Regions from separate parts of the Sus scrofa genome. Here region 2 is linked to region 1. A link is a contact called in public Hi-C data. All regions are on one chromosome and are shown on one strand. The core of a region is the stretch at or near the end of the contact, and the rest is flanking DNA. Distances in the headings are between cores, read along the strand shown. Region 1 holds the start of C1S (complement component 1, s subcomponent). Region 2 holds the start of C5H12orf57 (chromosome 5 open reading frame, human C12orf57).

Region 1 (2,848 bases), core at 135-2,634:
GGTTTGGGGCAAAGAGGGAGGGCTGGAAAGAGCAGAACAAAAAGAAGGCAGAATATAGACCCCTTATTTCTCAGGTTGACTCTCTCCACCCCAGTGTCACCTCACCACCTATCACTGTTTTCAGGGTTAGAAACATATTTGGCAGGACTTTTTGGAACTGTGGGGGAAATGCCTTGTCTTTTTAGTAAAGTTAAAAAAAAACCAAAACTTGGAAAAATGACCTGGGAAATTGAGGGAATACTTTTCCTCTCTTTTTATGTTTCCTGTCATTCAGATGTACCTTTTCTTCTTCCCCACCCAAGCTTGTCTCAAGACCACTTCTCCCCAGGTTTTTCCCTGGGAAAAGAAGCTCATTCCTCCATCAGTGGTCATTTGGGGCATCCACAGAAATCCATGCACTAATAAACATAGTCAAGAGAGCTAGTTCGAAGTGATAAGGGGTGGGGGGGTGTTTTTTTTTTTTTTTGCTTTGCTTTGCTTTTTTTAAGGGCTGCACTCATGGCATATGGAAGGTTCCAGGCTAGGGGTCCAGCTGGAATCAGAGCTGCAGCCACCGGCCTACACTGCAGCCACAGCAATGCCAGATCCTTAACCCACTGAGCAAGGCCAGGGATAGAATTCTCATCTTTATGGATACCAGTCAGGTTCATTGCCACTGAGCCATGACGGGAACTCCAAGGGGGGAGCCCAGTGTTAAGGAGAGGGGAGACCCGTCCTAGGAGGATGGTCATGAGGGGGAAAGACTCCTGAACACCTGAGTAGAAATGGGGATATGGTTCTCTGAGAGCAAGAGAGAGGCTGATAGGGTTGGGGCTGGAGGGGACAGTTGGGGGTGAGGAAGGAAAACAGAGGAAGAGGAAAACTCGAGAGAGAGTACTTCTCATTTTGGAGAAAACTTGGGAGAAGGTCCCGAGAAACCACAGGAGAGGGATAAGATTTAGTTTCAATTTAGAACCAGGAAGGAGTTCCCGCTGTGGTGCAGTGGGTTAAGAATCTGACTGCAGTGGCTCAGGTGGATGTGGAGATGCGGTTTCAATCCTGGCCCGGTGCAGTAGGTTAAAGGATCCAGCGTGGCTTCAGGTGTGGTGTAGGTCTTGGCTGCAGCTTGGATTCCATCTCTGGCCTGGGACCTTCCATATGCCTTGGGTGAGGCCATTAAAAAAAAAAAAAAAAAACCACAAAAAAAACTAAACCAAACCAAACAAAATTTAGAAACAGGGAGCATGTGAGAGGATGGGTGTCAGGGGCAATGATTAGTGATATCCTTCTGTTTACTCTCTGTGTTATTTTTGCCAAGGGGACACTGATCCTTCACTGCTTCAGCAGGTATCTGTGTTTGTTGGACAAATACACAGCCTGGCACCTCTTTGGCTCCAAAGTCCAGAGGTGCCAAGAGCCAGGACCAAAAGAGCTGTTCACCAGGGATGGACAAATTGCCAGGGATGTGGTAAGTGATCAGGAATCCACAGGGATGTACACAGACTCAGTTCCCTTCATCTTCTCAAGAAAATGGTTCAGATCTGAAGCCTGGGTTTTGCTTTAATGGGGCCTTTTGGCTTCATTCCCACCCAAGCGTCTCCTCTATGGGCTGGTGCCCTTCTCCTTTCCCCTCCCTTCTCCCTGCACTCGTCCGTTGGCACCTGCATCACCCACCTCTCCATGTGTCTTTTTTTTTTTTTTTTCAGGTGCATTGTCCTACTTTCCCTTTTGGCGTGGGTTGATGCCGAGCCGACTATGTATGGGGAGATCCTGTCCCCCAACTATCCTCAGGCTTACCCCAATGAGGTAGAGAAATCTTGGGATATAGAAGTTCCTGAAGGGTACGGGATCCACCTTTACTTCACCCACCTGGACATAGAGCTGTCAGAGAACTGTGCATATGACTCAGTGCAGGTATGTTCTTTTTTTTTTTTTTTTTTTTTTTTTTGTCTTTTTGCCATTTCTAGGGCCATTCCTGCAGCATATGGAGGTTCCCAGGCTAGGGATCGAATTGGAGCTGTAGCCACTGGCCTACGCCAGAGCCACAGCAACACAGGATCCGAGCTGCGTCTGCGACCTACACCATAGCTCACGGCAAGGCCGGATCCTTAACCCACTGAGCAAGGCCAGGGATTGAACCTGCAACCTCATGGTTCCCAGTCAGATTCATTAACCACTGAGCCACGATGGGAACTCCAGTGCAGGTATGTTCTAATAAGCACATAAAGGATGGGGCTGGGGTTGGGGGCTGGAAGGAGAGGTTGCCAGCAGGAGTGCCCCTGGTATGCAGTGAGCTGGAGTCACAAAGTCCTCCTGTGGGAAATGGTCTCATCTTTCCCCCTTTGCTCTGACCTTCCTACCAAAATATCCATTCCCAGCCTCTTTTTGACTCTTCTCTTAGATAAAGTCAGGAGGACGTGAAGAAGGGAAACTCTGTGGACAGAAGACCAGCAAGAACCCCAAGTCCGCAGTGGTGGAAGAGTTCCAAGTCCCGTATAACAAACTCCAGGTGATTTTTACGTCGGATTTCTCCAATGAGGAGCGTTTCACTGGGTTTGCCGCCTACTACGTTGCCGTAGGTAAGGCTCTTCCTTCTCCGTGTACCTCACTGATCCAGCTACAAGATTGAAAACAGGACAAACATTGAGCAATGCAAGGAGTGAGGATTCTGTTTATAACTCTTATGAAGGGTTGGCTTGGATCCCTCCATGAATCACATTTGTGAAATACAAACACATAATCGTATCTTGGTGGTGATACGATGATAGCAGCACAAATAGATAATAAACAGGAACTTACTGAGAACCACTGTGAACTGGGCACTGTGTTAGGAATTTTACCTATATTAATTTAATCTTCACCTCAACTC
Region 2 (3,020 bases), core at 444-2,943, 100 kb before region 1:
GCGCAGTCCGCTGAGCTGCAGCGCTTGGCACTGGAGCAGCAGCAGTGGCTGCACGCCCATCACCCACTGCACAGTGTGCCGCTGCCTGCCCAGGAGGATTACTACAGGTACCACAGGGCACCCTAGGCCAGGCCAATGGGATGCTACTTAGCCCGTCTGGGATGGGGTGAGGCCCCCGAGGCAGGGAACCCCTCCCCCACCATCCTCTGTGAGAGAGGTCGGGTCAGGATGGGTCTCAGTCTCTCAGGCCCTGTTCTGCACCCCCTCTTCCCCCAGTCACCTGAAGAAGGAAAGCGACAAGCCGCTGTAGAACCTGCGACCAAGAGAGCACCCGCGGCCCCTGCATCTGGACTCTGGAGGCCTCCCTCCCCGCCTGCCACCCAGCCGAGAGGGGGTGCTGCTCAGCCCCAGGGCCTGGGGCTTCTGGGCTAGAGGGAGGAAGGAAGGGACAGATGGAAGGCCAAGGCTCCTGTGATGTGCGTGCGGAGGTGGGGAGGTGGAGGGGGTGGGGGCAGAAAGCGCACAGTTTCTTGGACCGCTCCCTCTCCCTTGTCCCCCGGCTTTCCCCCCCCTCCCCGCCCCCGCCCCCGTCCCCGCGGCCACCGCCCCTCCCCCACCCCGTTGGTGTGATTATTTCATCTGTTAGATGTGGCTGTTTTGCGTAGCATCGTGTGCCGCCCTGCCCCTCCCCAGTCCCCGTGTGCGCGCTCCCACTGCGATGTATGCCCCTGCCCCTCCCCCACATTAATAATTTATATATATAAATATCTATATGATGCTCTTTAAAAAATATCCCAAACAAAACCAACCAAACAAAAACATCCTCACGACTCCCCAGGAAGATGGCTGTGGCTGTTTCTTTGTGGGGTATGGGGGGCCGGGGTGGTGATGTGGGTCTCTGGGCAGCGGCGGCCCAGCGCCTAGAGAGAAAGCTACCGGACTACCGGAGGCTAGTCCGGAAGTGGATAGAGACCCCGGAGAGTTGGAGAGGGGAGCTGGAAGAGCCCAGGGCCTTGGAGACCTGGCTCCGCTGGAGTGGAGTCCCATCCTTCCAATGGTGGGCAGTCACGAAGCTGATGGCCTACGACAGGCAAGCCCCTGACTTGCTCCAGGAAACCGCTTAGACGGGTTTCTGTCACCGTGCCCGCAGCTAGGAGCCGCCAGAGACCTGAATTCTTAACGTAGAAGAGTTAGAAACTGATGAATTGGAGGGTCGGGGGCGTGGCTGCAATAGGTTAAAGCAATTGGAACCCTGAAGTCTTAAGCGCTCTAAGGTTTGAGGAGGGAGTGGGTGACAATTTCTAACGCCCTGAAGGGAAGGGAAATTATAGGGCGTTACTGCACACCCCTACACCAGGCCATTTTAGGAGAGCGCGAAAGCCGCTTTAGCGTCAAGTCTTCACTGCCGCGAGGCCCCGTCTCGGTTCTTAAAAAGGGGAGTGACTGGCTTCGCTCTCAGCCAATCGGCATCAAGTAATTTGCATAGACTCGTATCAAACGTTCCCAAACTCTAGAAACGAATGTTTAAGAGAGTTCTTTAGAATTCTGTTTTCACCTCTAAAAGTTACAATGTGCCTCGTTGTTTGTACAGCAATAGGAATTAGGAAACGCTGGTCGGAACTCACCCTCACTAATAGTGGAGTTTGCGGATATGCCGCCTTCTCGCCAGAGCTGTGCTCTCGTAGTGTACAGCTCTTTTAGAATTTGTCCAGCAGGTTTTCCGGTTTGTACCGGAAAACCCTTAATCCAGAGTGTATTCAACAATAGAAAGAGTTGGGGTGTAAGCGAGTTGGTGTCTGATTGACTGGTCTTAGTTAAATATCCGAGGTCTCAACCTGTTTCCGAGGGCGCGGGGAGGTTGGGACTCCATCAGTAAGCTTCCGGCTTCAGCTGATACAGCTTCCCTTCCACCCCCACCCGCCTGGGAAGCTGCACTAGGAGAAGGTTCGCTTTTCTGGAGTGTTTCCGTGGCGCCGCTGCACGTGCATCTTTTGTCCTATGGCGTCCGCCTCGGCCCAAGCCGCTGCTTTGAGCGCGGAACAGGCCAAGGGTGAGAATCCTCCTAGTTGCCGGGTGGGTAGTTGCCGGGTGGGCTTCCTGCCCGAGGAGGGTGCGGGCAGGAAATCACAGGCGAGAGATGTGACTGCATTCGCCGGGAACTGGGGGCGCGCGGTACCATCCTCCTTCAAAGAGGGGTCCTTGCTTCTTAAAGCGGGGGATTTGGGGGCCGAGTGATTCGGTTATTACGGCTTCAGGCCAGTAATTCCCTTGCCCTCTTCCTTGTGCCCTTTGTTCCGATGCCCTGTGCTGCATCCTTCGCACAGTGGTCCTGGCGGAGGTGATCCAAGCGTTCTCGGCCCCGGAGAACGCCGTGCGCATGGACGAGGCTCGTGATAACGCGTGCAACGACATGGGTAAGATGCTGCAATTCGTGCTGCCCGTGGCCACGCAGATTCAGCAGGAGGTTATCAAAGCCTATGGCTTCAGCTGCGACGGGGAAGGTAGGTCGGACTGGGGAGTGAAGGTAGCCTGGGTGGAGGAGAGGGCGATGGATCGTCGCGTCCCTGAGCCGTCGTCCCCTTTCTCGCCACATGGCGGCAGCCACAATCTAACAGTATTGGCACTTAGAACCCAGGGTCTACTGTGAACTTGAGCCAGGTGAAGTCTTAAGTGCATTTTGTAGTTACCATTAATTATATTGCTATCCCATTTTAAGATGAGGAAACAGACTGTAGTAGTAAACCAAGTTGGCAGGTCACAGCAGAGCTGAAACCTAACCCCGTTTTGATAGCTTTTAGTGAGATGTCTGCATGACAGCAACTTTCTGCAGCCCCTCCAAGCAGTTCCAGCTGATCTCTCGGGGTTGGCTGTTCAGTTTATTGAACCGGGTGTTTATTAATTCAGCCCTGCTGGCCCAGAGCTCTCTTCTGTCCTGGCTATGGACTGGCAATCTGGTTGATGTGCATCCTTTGTGCTCTTGTGACTAAATTGTTAAAATGGTTCACGTGATAGGGGTGAAC

Evidence for each region. Hi-C and Micro-C count contacts between places; a contact is called where the count stands out from the background.
Region 2: a Hi-C map of liver shows a contact between it and region 1, with 7 times the contacts expected there. The contact joins the promoter of C5H12orf57 here to the promoter of C1S in region 1. A contact is called at or near these places in 1 of 5 promoter capture datasets (liver) and 5 of 47 Hi-C or Micro-C datasets (embryonic fibroblasts, epiblast stem cells, heart right ventricle and 1 more).

Annotation. Positions count from the first base shown.
Region 1 is chr5:63,678,261-63,681,108 of Sscrofa11.1, reverse strand. C1S (complement component 1, s subcomponent) reads left to right here and starts at 1,384. Exons shown (of 11, transcript NM_001005349.1): 1 at 1,384-1,447; 2 at 1,686-1,893; 3 at 2,381-2,558. The coding sequence starts at 1,443.
Region 2 is chr5:63,779,980-63,782,999 of Sscrofa11.1, reverse strand. It overlaps C5H12orf57 (chromosome 5 open reading frame, human C12orf57), which reads left to right and starts at 1,693. Exons shown (of 3, transcript NM_001243445.1): 1 at 1,693-2,050; 2 at 2,325-2,501. The coding sequence starts at 1,999. ATN1 (atrophin-1) reads left to right here. Exons shown (of 10, transcript XM_003126540.5): 9 at 1-107; 10 at 277-836. The coding sequence ends at 310.